Regions from separate parts of the Mus musculus genome. Here region 1 is linked to region 2. A link is a contact called in public Hi-C data. All regions are on one chromosome and are shown on one strand. Each heading gives the region's core, a stretch centred on a gene start, on an enhancer-like site or on the middle of the called end of the contact. The rest is flanking DNA. Distances are from core to core; before and after follow the strand shown.

What was found. Hi-C and Micro-C count contacts between places; a contact is called where the count stands out from the background.
Region 1: a Hi-C map of CD8 T cells shows a contact between it and region 2, with 6 times the contacts expected there. The contact joins the promoter of Septin2 here to the promoter of Dnpep in region 2. A contact is called at or near these places in 1 of 484 Hi-C or Micro-C datasets (CD8 T cells) and 1 of 9 other capture datasets (liver).

The regions. Positions count from the first base shown.
Region 1 is chr1:93,474,965-93,482,039 of GRCm38.p6, reverse strand. It overlaps Septin2 (septin 2), which reads right to left and starts at 3,047. Exons shown (of 13, transcript NM_010891.2): 1 at 2,972-3,047. It also overlaps a transcript of Hdlbp not described here.
Region 2 is chr1:75,312,269-75,319,412 of GRCm38.p6, reverse strand. It overlaps Dnpep (aspartyl aminopeptidase), which reads left to right and starts at 2,396. Exons shown (of 15, transcript NM_016878.4): 1 at 2,396-2,522; 2 at 2,610-2,703; 3 at 2,784-2,872; 4 at 2,970-3,083; 5 at 3,343-3,468; 6 at 3,664-3,794; 7 at 3,993-4,068; 8 at 4,176-4,283; 9 at 4,972-5,049; 10 at 5,904-5,987; 11 at 6,848-7,008. The coding sequence starts at 2,610.

The DNA of each region.
Region 1 (7,075 bases), core at 1,798-4,297, about 18 Mb before region 2:
AAACTCAACTTAAACTGGCTACCTTATTTCAGTCTCTCAAATGCTGAGATTACAGGGATACAACACTATACTTGGCTATGAACAGATACAGAATTAAAAAAAAACAAGCCCTAAAATTATCAAGTCATTTTGTTTCTCCCAAATTGGTATAATTAATTCGATTCTAAACTGGAATCCCTATGGTATGTCTCCTTTCTTTAGGTATTGTATAAAATAATGGGAAGATAAACACTTGAGAGTAAAAATGTGGAGACTTGCCTTCACTACTATTATGTCATTTATTTCTAGCCACCATGTACAGGAAATGTCATGGGTATCTTTCTACATCTCTGTATCTCCTTAGCTTACTGACCCAAGTCCACAGCCATTTTGAGGTCCTAGGTCAGTTCAGACGAAAGAAGAGTAGTTTCCAATATCAGTTTCCTTTCTTTCAATAAGTACTGAGGGTTGGAGAGATGGCTGAGCTGTTAAGAGCACTGACTGTTCTTCCAGAGATTCTTGAGTTCAATTCCCAGCAACCACATGGTGGCTCACAACCATCTGTAATGGGATCCGATGCCCTCTTCTGGTGTGTATGAAAACAGTGTACTCATATAAATAAAATAATAAATAAATAAATAATAAGCATCCTGATGCACAACACAAGCACAGATTGGAGAATACATACAATGATTCTTCAATACAGAGATTGCTAGGCTATGAATGTTACCCTATACCCAAACATAACTTGTATTCTAGTCTCAATGATTTTCTAACAATGTATTAAACATAACAAAAAGGGGTTTTAGTTTTTGTTGTTTGGGGGGTGGGGCGGGACATGTAATAAGGAACCAGAAATCTTGCATTCAGGGCAAGCACTTGACCAAGTGAACTAACTACACATCCCTAGTAATGTCAAATGTTAACTGAAAGATGAATACTGAATTTCTAAAGCACTTGGTTTTTAGTGAGAAAACCTTGTCCATTAACATACTGCTAGGTACAGATCGAAGATCAGTTAGATCCCCCATATCAAAGATATATAGTCAAACTAGAATTTTATTCTTTCACATTGCATATTTCAGATGTCAGAAGTTATTAAGTTCCTTACACTTGACCCACGGCTTCTTTATATCAGAGAGTAACACTATCACCCAATTATGAGTCAAAAGATGACTAGGTGAACAAGACCCATTTTTGCAAGTGGCATTTATAATAATGGAATACTCAAAGGACCCATCATTCATGTACACAAATTTTTACATTTGTATACATTACCCCTAATCCCCAAAGACTCCTCAGTGTAGGATCCTGAAGAGCTTTTATCCAAAGAGCCTAGACTCTCTTGCCATTTAGATTTCTTAGATTTGAAGACTGTACAAGCACATTATGCAAGACAACACTCTTAATGGAGCTTGGAGCAGCAAGCCACAAACAAAGGGAGCTTAATTACATTCACGATTGATAATAGAGGGAGGCCCCACCTCCTTTCCCTAGGCTACCCAGCAAACCCAGAAGGAGAAGCTCTTGTTCTTTACTGACCTCTGGTGCTCTGTAAAGGGGGGGGGGGGGGGGACACTAGGTGGAAAAATGATAAAAAAGGATCAGGACAACTTTTAAAACTAAAAAAATCATCCCCAAAATTAGATATAGCAGCACACACTGACAGTTTGAATGCTGGGTATTGCAAAGAATTCCTGAATGGCAACTACCAGAAAAGCCATTGAAAATAAGGAGTCTCAAATTAGAAGCATCATGAAGAAACAGCCTTTATGACCTCTTCAAAACTCCTGTTTTTCCTTATGTTAACAAGACGGATTTTAAAAATGTATCTAAGATACTAAAACAATTTTCACTACTAAGGAAAAAAAAAAAAAAACAAAAAACCTAAGTTTTTTTTCTAGACAGGGTTTCTCTGTATAGCCCTGGCTGTCCTGGAACTCACTTTGTAGACCAGTCTGGCCTCGAACTCAGAAATCCATCTGCCTCTGCCTCCCAAGTGCTGGGATTAAAGGCGTGCGCCACCACGCCCGGTTGAAAACCTAAAACTTAAATCCCTTGATAGACAGTAGGGACCCCAATATTTGACGCCAGAGAAACACTTAAACCGTCTAAAGGATATCGAATCCAGTGAGAGTCCTAACTAATAACAAGCAGCGAACAGGAACTACACAACAGATAAACATTAGACAGAGAATGTTCGAGATTAACTGCGCTCCAGACACGAGGAGTAAACTGGGTTAAAACCAGCCATAGAGACCACAACGGTCTGAACTAGAAGTTCTATGTGTTGAAAGTCTGGAAACGTAGTACAGGACAAGGCAAGGCGCCACTAACAAATGAGGCCGGAAGATACAAAAGGGCCAGGCGTGGTCTGGGCCTGCGGTCCGCTTCAGAGTTAGACTTCATGGCTTCTCAGTCAAAGGCCTCCACTCCATGCTCCCTTTCCCGTGTCACTTACAGGGCTGCAGCCCTTTGTCTAGCGTCGCACTACCTCGGGGAAGGCCACAGCAGACAAACCACTCCATAACGCTCCTGTCACTGCCTTAAATTGGGGAACTTCATTAACATCCCAGGGTGACTAGTCCTTTTCATCCCTAGGACGAAATGGCACCGTTACGTGGGAAGATGGCCCCGCAAGTGCTTCGTAGATGTGAACCTAACGCCCGACTCTCCACCACATAGTATTTGGACTGTGCGCCATAACTTCACTGGGCCCAGCCACGCCCGCCCCAATGCCCTGGACCTGGCCAGCAGGATCACCCAGATGGGGGCCGCCCGTCCAGTTGTCCTCGAAGGGACGACGCCAGCCAGGCATCCATCGCTGGAGCCCCGGACTAAGGGTGCGGCCGCCCCTCCCCCACGCGCTCACTTCCGTACCCGTTATCACCGCCTAGGCGGCCCGGGCGAGGGCAGAACTCTAGCCCTTTCTCAGGACAGCCAGCTCAACTCGAGCCCGCGCGACAGTGGGTACACATTGCCACACACTTACCCGCTCACACGCCGGAGAACGCTCGTCAGGCGAGAGCACGGACCTGCCCCGCCCAGTAGAGCGCGCGCGAACAGATGGCGTCATCGCGCCGTCCCGCCCCTTGCCAACTCCTTCCTGGGCCCCGAGTAGTCCCCTCCTCCGCGGTTGCATGCAGAGCGCAAGCGTGGACGCGATCCTGCCGTCCGCCTCTGCGCAGGCGCTGTGCCCCTCCCACGGCGGTTGGCCATATAGAGGCTGGGGGCGGGGGGAGGTCAAGCGTAGCCTCTTCTCCTTTACCAAGATGGCGTCTTGTTCCTGTTTCGCCACAGTTCCTACCTTATGAGCTTGGATTCCTCACGCTAATAAAAGAGGAGCAGGTAACGAGATTCTCCGCTTTATGGGAAACTAGAGTTGTGGGAAGGATATTTACTAAGGAGGAATAAGGTGTCCATTGAGAGCGAGAGACGACCGGGGGCGGGCAGGTGGCAGCGTGAGTGCGGAGCAGTGAAGGGGAGGGAGCCCTTTGCCTCTATCCTTTCCTCCTGGAAGATGGCGGCAGCACCGAGCTAGGAACACCGAGCCGGGATAGGCGGGCGCTTGTGACTTGCCGGCGGGCATCTCTAGCCGCCTCTGCGGCCGTCTCTATGGCGGGCTGTCGTCCCGGGATTGGCTACGTGCTGGTCACGTGGGTCTCCCCCCCCCCATGCACACCATAGAGTGGTGCCTGTCCCTGGGGACGTGGCCTTCCTGTGTGGTCGTGAGCCCATGCCCCGCGGGGGAGGGCGGAGCCGGCACGGCCCCCTACCCTCTTTCAGACTGGGGCGGGCGGAGAGATCTGCGGCATGCCCTGCTCTCTGCGACCGGCTTGAAGCTGGCTGGGAAGGTGCAGTACTGGGCTGCGGCCTGGCTCGGGTTGTCCTTCCCTTCAATCGCAGGAGGTCCCCTGGCTGGTCAGCGATCGTAAACTCCTACCTTAGGCCTTTCACCAAGGCCTTTCTATAGGAAAACACCCTAGAGTACCTCCCCAGAGAAGAAACAGCAATCGCGCAACCCTAGTGGGTGATATGCACAGTGTCGGTATTCCGAACTGTTCTGACACATGCCTTGTTGTGAGGGAGTGGTTTTTTTGTGCGTTATTACTTTGAGTAAAGTATCCCAGTGCTCGAGGCTACACTGCATATCCTGTCTGAATTAGAAGATTGGAGGGTCGACTGGGCATGTGTTTGCATACGATATAACTGAACCAAAGGAGACTGTCTTGGGTTTTATTATCTTTACAGACAAGGATAAAGCATGGGGAAAATTGGAGGGTTATAATCTTCACTTACAACTTGGCTCGCCCTTCAGCTTTGGGTTTTGCTAGTCACCTTAAGCTCTCAAACAATGACTTCACATATTTGTTGGTGTCCATTTAAAGAGCCACTTTCTTAGTAACTTTCTGAAGCCCAGTTAAACCAGTCACAAAATTTTGTTTGAAGCTAGTAGTAGCTACAAGCTAAATTTCTATTATGGAATCGGGTGTGAATAGGAAAACACTGGGTGAAACCTATTGCTTAAGCTTACGTTTTGAAGATTTAAAGTACCCATAGGCTAAATTTGTTAATTATGTTAGCTATGGGGATACTTAAAAGCAGTCATTTAATGTAGCTCTAAAAGGGGCTTTGGGCTTTTGTTTTGTTTTTAAGTGAATTACTACTTATGGATTCAAAACAACTCTTAACCTATTATGACATCTTTAAACTTAGAGATAATGGAGCATATCTTTTCCAGTCTCAGAAATAGTATTTTTGAAAACCAGTTAAGTAATTTCCAATGGCACCCAAGCTTTGTTGGTAGCGTTGGTTAGAGGCCTGCACTGCTTAGACACTTACTTCATCTTGAGAATACCCGAAAGAGGCAGACAGGTCAGAATAGACAGGGACACACACAAGCAGATCCTTATTTTTTTCCTCTCTCTCTTGTGGGCAGGCCCACTTCTCAGTGGCCAAATAGGCTTTCAAGTACATTTCTTTTAGTTTTATTTTGACCTTCTAAATGTCTAATATCAGCCTAATAACCTCATTTCTTTAACATTAAAGAGCCGAGTGCCACACATGTTAGGGATTCTGGGGGTGCAGAGATAGAAAAACATCATTTTTCCCTTTTTTCTAGCTCTTTATGATTTCCTGTAGAAGATAACACTTGCGAAAGAAAGCTTATTTTGCAGGCTAATTTGTACCATAATGAGAGTATATAAAAGAAATAGAAAATAGACTATGATTACTTACTGCAAAGCCCATAGTGGAAATATGTAAAAGAGATAGGAAGTAGACTATGATTACTTGTTGAAAATCCTTCATAAAGAATGTGATTGTAAATCAGTAATCCAGCGCTTTGTATTGTGGAGTAATCAGCACTGTGTATTGAAAGATCAGGAGGTCAGTGTCAGCTCTTCTACATAGTGAGTTCAAGGTCTGCTTGACCTACAGGATACCCTGTCTCCCCGCTCCTCCCCCAAAAATATAATGGTCCTGAAACTGGAGTTTAAAGAATGATTACAGAGTATTTCCAGGTAGAGTTGGCAGGAAGGAGTGTTGTAAACAGAAAGAGTAGGGAAGGGAAGGTATAATATTATAGCCAATGGCATACAGCAAAAGGTTGAGAATTGGACAAACATATGGTTAACTTCTTGAATGGTAGAGGGCTTAGCTGAGATTGTATGAAGATGTCTTAATGGTGTATATTCAGTACCTTCTCAGTCTGACAGGTTGGACAGGATTATGACCATTGAGATGACCTATGATACTTTGTAAGATAGATTCTTCATTGCCAATATATGTATTTAGACAAATCTCACATAAAATAAAAAGCAACCTTTGAAAAGAAACAGCTACACACCAGAAATGGTAGAAGGTATGTGTCTATAATTCCAACACTTGGGAGGCTAATCAGGTAGATGTAGAGATTCAAGGCCAGCCTGGGCTACAGAGTATAACTATGCCTCCTAATACTTAACTTGATTCTAGAAGCTCTGTTAGCTCTGATGAACAGAAAGAGATGCAACACTCTTGATGAGTCGTGGCCACACTTAGTTCTTGTCCCAGGTTCTTTGAGACAGCGAAGGTGCTATGGCACTGGCATGGTCTGGTCTCTGTTGGCTTGGTTCCTATATCTCTCTCTTTCTTCATGGCTCTTGTGCTTTTTAGTGATAGCCTGTTGCATGATTCATAATAGACTGCAGTTGGATCTCCTTTCTGTGGCTCACACTGATCAGCTTACAGATAGCAAATTTAGCAAATGTTTGGAACCATTTCTATTGTATTGAGAAACTCCAAGTGGGCTGACAAACAGTGATTATCGGCCTTCTAAATCTCTGTCTTTTGGTGTCACTGATCTATGGGTGCCTTTGCTGACTTAGGTCATCTCCACATAGTCATTCCACCCAGGGTACATTTGTATAAATGTATGTGTAAGCACAGGATAAAAAGCTGTAATTCCAGCACTTGGGCAGTTGGAGCAGGAGGATCAAAGGTTCAAGCTTTGTTACTCTCAGCTACATGTTGAGTTTTGATAAGATGGTCTTTAAAAAAAGTTATAAATAATGCTTTGGCAAACAAAACAATCTCATATTTAAGCATAGGTAGAGGCAAAATGGTTATTCTTTACATGTTATGTAATTACTTAATTGAGAAATTAGTCAAAGCTGTTGGTAACAAGATTTTAAGTAAATATCTACAAATTTAGATTTATGTTTTGTACTTTTTTTCTTTTTTCTTTTTTTTTTTTTTTTTTTGAGACAGTGTCTCTGTGTACCCTTGGCTGTCTTGGAAATCTCAGTGTAAACTAGGTTGGCCTGCTTCTATTTCCTGAGTGCTGGGACTAAAGTCATGTGCCACTATACCCAGCTTTAGATTTCTTATATGTACCAGTAATTAAGTAGAAAATAAAATACGAATAAGACATGGTGAGACACTTCTGTAATCTTAGTGCTCAAGAGTCACTGACACACACACCAAGAAAATCACTCTGATTACTCTCCATAAATAAATGTGAACATATAAATGTGCACAAACACATATGCCTACATACATGTGGATGTTAAATCTATAGCATATATGAAAAACCTAAAAACATTTTCTTCTTATA
Region 2 (7,144 bases), core at 1,147-3,646:
AGCTTGAAAACAGCCATATGGAATATTTACATTTCAGAACATCGAGTGTAAAGGCAAGTGTTACCCCAAGCCTTTTTCAATGCCTGACATCGCCAAGCGTTTCCGGTTTTGTTTACCTCATCAATTAAAACAGAACATCATTTTAAACTCACATTTCCTAGGTTGACATGAGACGGGCTTTCATATGTTCATGACTTGGAGTTTAATAGCATCTCTCGCTCTCATAAATACTACTTTTAAAATATGTCTGTACTTTCTGCTTAGTTAATACACAGGACCCCAAATACTTAGTTGGATTCAACGATGCAGAACCCACTCATATGGAGAACCATACCCTGTTTTAGCTATCAGTAGCTTAGAATGTAGCCCCTCCCCCACGTAACCAGACCTTAGAGAACAGATGAGAACATCCTTCCCATGGTCCACTTAGCACTCAGCTTCATACATAATGCGACTTACATAATTATTAATGAGTAATTAATTAACTGTACAAATGAGTAGGGATACAATGATATCTAAAGGATGATTAAGAAGCTACACAGATGTAGTCTGTCACCCACTGAACGGATCTTGAAACTGCCCCCTTTGAAGTGAGGGTGGCAGGACCTTTCCAGAATCTATCCCTGTTCATTTCCATCCCAAGTATAAAAGCAACAGATGCCCCCCACCCCCACCCCAGAGACCTGTGATCCCTGGAAAGACTATTTTTACACTCATGGTAGGTCGACTCTGTTTTGAACCTCAAAGCCACAAGAGTCCTGATCCATCGATGTATGGATGAGTTTTAAGATTGCTATTCAACATTCTTGACATGGAAACATAATATTGGAATTGCCCCCCTCAACTGCTTTAAGGAGTAGAAAGAGCCAGTAGGGGCGGCTCATGCCTGTATCTCCAACAATTGCAAGACTGAGGCAGGATTGCCATGGATTTGAGGCCAGCCTGGGCTACATAGTGAGCTCTGGAAAAGCCTGAACAAAACTGAAATCCTGTCTGAAAGAAAAAAAAAATCATGAGTATCAGAATCAAACCTCAGGGCCACCCAAACAGCTGTGTTGAAAAGGTCACTGACTTCTGTGTTCCTCTGAGACCTACTAAGTAGCATAACATTTAACCAAAGAGGATAGAAAAAAGCCTACGAAAGTCTCTTGCAGTTGTTCTAGGCTCTGCACACTAATTTATGGAGTCATAAGCCCAGCTGTGCCATCCATTTGTAACTAGAGACAGATTACTCTCATAATTCCGTTGTCTACAAAATGCTGACAGTAAAATTGTGAGAATTACATACGATAACGTTTATCATAACATAAACTCATGGAAGTCAGCGGCTGTGCTAACACCACCGGGGCGCTAGAGCGCGCTGCCGCCGCCGCGGTGGGCCGTCCTGCCTGAGGGTGCTCCAGGAGCGGAACGCCTCGCAGCGGCTTCGAGGCCGCTGACAAAGGAAAGGGCGGAGGGGGGGGGGTCAACGCCTGGAGGACTCGACTTGATGGAGGCGGGGCGAGAGAGGCATCAGGGGCGGGGCCTGCCAAGGAAGCCCGGACAGCGGAGACAAGGTCTGGAGAGTAGGCGTGACGGGGCGGAGCTAGTGGCGCAATGAGGGCGGGTCATGAGACGTGGCTCCTAACGGGGCAAAGCTAGTGGAACAGTGGGGCGGGGCGCGGTGTGACTGGAGCTGACTAGTCCACGTGGTTAGAACGCAGCCTGATTGGAGGAAGGCGGGTCGGTGAGGCGGGAGCGGAACCGGAACGCGTCCTGACAGGGGCGGAGCTCTCGGAGTAGTGAGGGCGGGACGCGGCCTGACTGGCACAGAGCAGTCAGCGTGTTTGGAACCAGGCCTGACGGGAGCTGAGCGAGTAGCGGGAGGGGGCGGAACCCGACCGAGGCCTGACAGGGGCGGAGCTCGCGGAGCAGCGGGGGCGGGGCGAGGCCTGGTAGAGGCGGAGTCCCGGTGCGGCCTGACGAGAGGCGGAGCCCACAGCTCGGCGAAGGCGAGGCCTGATCCGGGAGGGAGGAGCGGAGCGTCAGGGGCGGGCCGGAGTCCGGCTCCTGGAGCGGAGTGCGGTGGGGCTATGCAGGTGTGTTGCTGTTGCCGGTCCCGCCTCCACTTCGGCTCGGTGGCAGGCCGCGCGCCCTTTCGGAGCTAAGCTTAAGGCGGCGCTGACACGGGCGTACTCCGGTTTCAAAGTAAAACTGAAACCCTCCGAGGTGGCCTGACCTTCCCGGAGCCGGAAGGGCTGTCTAGTGACTGACGGGGCTAAGGGACAGGTGTAGTGGTGCTTTGATTCCGGACACGGTGGCGCGCCGGCTAGTGGCCTTTCCAGCTTTGAGGTCCTCTTGGAGGCGGGATTTCCTAGCTGGGCGGGGCGTGGATTATCTGATTAGGGGGCGGGCCTTTCCGATCCTGTACTCCAGGGACAAAACTGGGTGGAGGTCCTCTTGCCCTGGGACTGAACCTTTGAGCCGAGAGCGATCGAGCTAGGAATCCACATCTGTCGCCAGTGAAGTCCTCGGAAGCAGAGGTTGAGCCTTGGGGCTCTCATTTCTAGGGGGCTGAAAGAGGGATCCTAGACCCGGCAGCCACCTGAACTCTCCACTTCTCCCTGTAGATGGCTATGAACGGCAGGGCTCGGAAAGAGGCCATCCAGGCCACAGCCCGAGAGCTCCTGAAGTTCGTGAACCGGAGTCCCTCTCCTTTCCACGGTAGGTGACCAGGGTTAGGGAGGCTAGGAGTGGGAGTGACTTGACCAACTTCCATCGCTGAGAGAGCCCTTTTCCTACAGTCGTGGCTGAGTGCCGCAGCCGCCTCCTCCAGGCTGGCTTCCGTGAACTCAAGGAAACAGAGGGCTGGGATATCGTACCAGAAAACAAGGTACTAAGGGATAGCGTGGGGGCAGACACTATTGCAAAGGCCTGTGTCCCGGATCATAAAGCAACTCACGCCCCTGTCTTTCAACTCTCTCCCCCAGTACTTCTTAACCAGAAACTCCTCCTCCATCATTGCTTTTGCTGTGGGGGGCCAGTATGTTCCTGGCAATGGCTTCAGCCTCATTGGGGCCCACACGGACAGTCCCTGTCTCAGGGTAAGAAGTTAGGACTTGTTTGGACTGAAGGGAGGTGTGGGGGGGGGCGGTTGGGAAGAAGAGATCCTGGAGGTAGAGTTTGCAAGGCCCTATCCCAAGGTCCCGGGAAGAAGGTAGACCCGCCCCATGCTCTCATGTTCCCCACATACACTTTCAGCTGTCAACTGATGTGCTATCTGCTCTGTATAACTTACTGCCTGAGTCTCCCTTCCAGATGTTGTCTTTCAGACATTCCCTTTTTTCTCATTCTTACGCTCAGGTGAAACGCAAATCGCGCCGAAGCCAGGTGGGCTACCACCAGGTCGGTGTTGAGACCTACGGCGGTGGGATCTGGAGCACATGGTTCGACCGGGACCTGACCTTGGCTGGACGCGTCATTATCAAGGTGGTATCGAGGGGCTAGGAACTGGGGAGGCTCTCACTTCCGGCAGCCTGAAGCTTGAATGTCTTCCCATTTCTTAAGTGTACCAGTGAAGAGTCCTCGTGGGGAAGAGGGGACATGATTATTCTGGGTTTAGTAAGGGATTTTATCAGCTGGATTTGGGAGGTGCCCAGTTCTGACCTGGCCGGTTGGCCACAGTGCCCTACCTCAGGCCGGCTGGAGCAGAGGCTCGTCCATATAGAACGGCCCATCCTGCGCATCCCACATCTGGCCATCCATCTGCAGCGAAATATCAATGAGAACTTTGGGCCCAACACAGAGATCCACCTGTGAGTCCACATTCGAGCCAGGGTTGTGATGGCTGTGAGGGTGGGATATGGCACTGGGGAACAGAGGACCACCCCTTAGTGGTCAAGTTCCACGTTTGGAAACCAGTTCTATCCATTTGGGGAGTGCGCTGGGAATCAGTCGGAGGACTAGAAGTTCATGGCTGTCCCTCTCCCTTCTCTCAACCCATTTCCCCACAGAGTCCCTATTCTTGCCACAGCAGTTCAGGAAGAGCTGGAGAAAGGGACTCCTGAACCAGGGCCTCTCGGTGCCACTGTAAGAAGCTCCCCTGGCCCGGAGAGGGTGGGCAGAGGGGAGCAGACCAGTCCCCTAGAGGGGCAAAGGATGAGCAGGTCCACCTTCCAACATCCCCTGCCTTACAGGATGAGCGGCACCACTCGGTCCTCATGTCCCTGCTCTGTACCCATCTGGGCCTGAGTCCTGACAGCATCATGGAGATGGAGCTCTGCCTGGCAGACACCCAGCCTGCAGTAAGGAGTGGCTGTAGGCCCTCGTGGTGGGGTCCTCCAGGGTCCCTGTCAGCCATAGCATATCCCCGAAGCTCCTCAGTTAGTCTCATCCTTGTTCTTCCCAGTTGGTGGCACTTCCTCTGCTTTCAGTAGTTCCCAGATAAGCAGAGCATCTCCCCAGAAGACCGTCCTACTGAGACTGGGGGTGATGTGTGACATGGCCCCTGTCTGCTCTGAACCTCTGAGGGCAAGAGGCCTGGTGCCTTCCAAGTGCTAAGTAGGGAGCTGCTAGTCTTTGGCTCCTTGGTCCTATGTTTGTGTTAGCTGTTTTCTTCCTTTTAGTCGGCATTGTTTTGTTTTTATTAGACAGGGTTTCTCTGTGTAGCCCTGGCTATGCTGGAACTATGTAGACCAGGCTGGCCTCCAACTTAGAGGTCCGCCTGCCTCTGCCACCCAAGTGCTGGGATTAAAGGTGTGCCCCACCATCGCTGGCTGCTTTTCTTTTTTTTGGTGACTGACCACTTAGCCCTCCTTTGGCCTGCCCCTCTGAGACAAGTCAGATGCTGTAGGATGCCCTTTCCTGGCCTTCATTCTCTGCTGAACAGCAAGAATAGTTTCCTGAGCCAACAGTCAAGAGTTGCTCTGGCCCTTGGGAACAGGGAGAAGTGGTGAGGGCCCGGGCACTTAGGTGTTCCTCCTGTCTTTCTAGGTCCTGGGTGGAGCCTATGAAGAGTTCATCTTCGCTCCTCGACTGGACAATCTGCACAGCTGCTTCTGTGCCCTGCAGGTGAGAAGCCAGAGCAGCCCAGGCAGCACGAGAGCTGGGGAGACATGGCTGCTTAGCCAGGCCTTCACCCTGTTGGCACTGGGAAGGGCCCATGCACTGTAGCCTTGACATCACTATTACTGTGCTGCTCTGGGACCAGGAGCTGACAGTGTTCAGGGTGCCATGGTGTCTTTTACTTTTCCTTAATGACCTCTGTCTGAAAACAGGCCTTGCCACCATGAAAAACAATTCTCACTTTCTTCTGCTTCTCTCATTCTGCCTCTGACTTAAAGCTCCTCCTTGTCCCCTGCCAGCCTTCTTTGGGATCCTTGGGACCTCAGTAGGGCTGTCTGTACCTCTTGGTCACCTTCATGTTCTTCACTGTCTCTCTCCCCCAGTCAGGCTGTTTCTCAGCTTTCTACCCTTTGCCCCTCCTCTGCTTTCTAACCTGCCTTTCCCTGCCTGTCTGTGACTGGAGATAGGCTTTGGGTGGTAACTGTAGCTCCGGGGCCTGTGTCTGCTTCTGAGCCAGCCAGCTGGGTTGTTCATGGACATGTCTAGAGCTGTTAACAGAAGCCCATCAGTTTGACTGATCTTCATAATCATTGGCCTCCCAGGACTTATAGTTTCAGTCTGTCTTCAACATTATCCTCCTGCCTTCTGCATGGGAGTGTATGAGAGCAAATGCTCAGAGAATGGATTTACTTATCCCACTAGAAAGGTCCTACTCCACCTGCCAGGCAGGACCCTAAGAGAAAGGTTGCGAGAGCCCAGCCCACTTCCCTGGCAGGGCAGCATGTCCCTCCCAGGTCCTGGCAGACAAAGTTGTAAGAAGCAAAGGTCAGGGATAATGAGCCTGTCTCCTCCCCATCTAGGCATTGATTGATTCCTGTGCATCCCCTGCCTCTCTGGCCAGGGATCCACATGTGCGCATGGTCACACTCTACGACAATGAAGAGGTATGTGGAGGGCTGGGGCAGAGGTCCCTCAGTGGAGTAGTCAGTAACTGCCTGGTGGCCCACACTCAGAGCGAGCCAGGGCATTCTAGAGGCCCCAAAGAGGGAGGAAGGAGAGCTGCCAGTGCTCCCATAGCACTTGTTCCCTCCTGGCCCTGCATAGATTTTTATAATGGATTCCATAGCCTGTATTCTATGTGTACCTTGCTGCATTCCTACCCCAAGGATGGGGCCACTACACAGGTCATCCTTTCAGGTCTGTGGCTTGGCACATAGCGGGTTGTCAGCTATGTTGTTTAGCTGTAATCTTGAGATGCTATAGTGGAGCTTGACAGGTAGATGTTCTCTTTCATGTAACTCCCTGGGTCAGCTAGTGGTTTGGATAGGTCTCTGGTCTATTATGCTAGTTGGCTATTCCATCTCTGGCTATCATGTCTATACCCAGTCAGCAGTAAAGGAGAGGGCAGAGAGAATAGATGCCTTTGTCTTCAAGAGTGTGGTCTGGAAATGGAATTCATTATTGCTCACATTCACAGAACCCAGTGTGGCCACATTCAGTTACAAAGGAAACTGGGAATGCTGTCTCTAGCTGGGTAGTTAGTTATATAGCTTTAACACCTGCCTAGCCCTGGGTGTAAATGTGGGGGACCAGTGTGGAAACCTCCATCAGTAAATGCTATTTCTAGTCCATGAATGACTGGGAATTAGTCTGGCCCTAGTCTACTGTCATATGTTCAGAAAGGAGAGTCTCTAAGGATACTTCTCTCTACCAAGTGACTCAGGTGGATCCCGGGCCATCCTGAACACTTTTACAGTCCAGGCGCATGTCCAGATTCCCACAGTCAAATCTCTGCCATCTCCAGGTGGGGTCAGAGAGTGCACAAGGAGCACAGTCCCTGCTGACGGAGCTGATACTACGGCGCATCTCAGCCTCACCTCAGCGTCTGACTGCCTTCGAGGAAGCCATACCTAAGTCCTTCATGATCAGTGCAGACATGGCCCATGCTGTGCACCCAAACTACTCGTGAGTCTTCATACCAGACAGTACTTATGCTAGAGACGCGGCATAGCCCACTTGCAGGCTAGTTCCTGGGCCTGCCTTTCTCCATCTGCTGGGAGGTTCAGGAGTCTTCCATTTGATTATTCCAAGGCCAGACTTA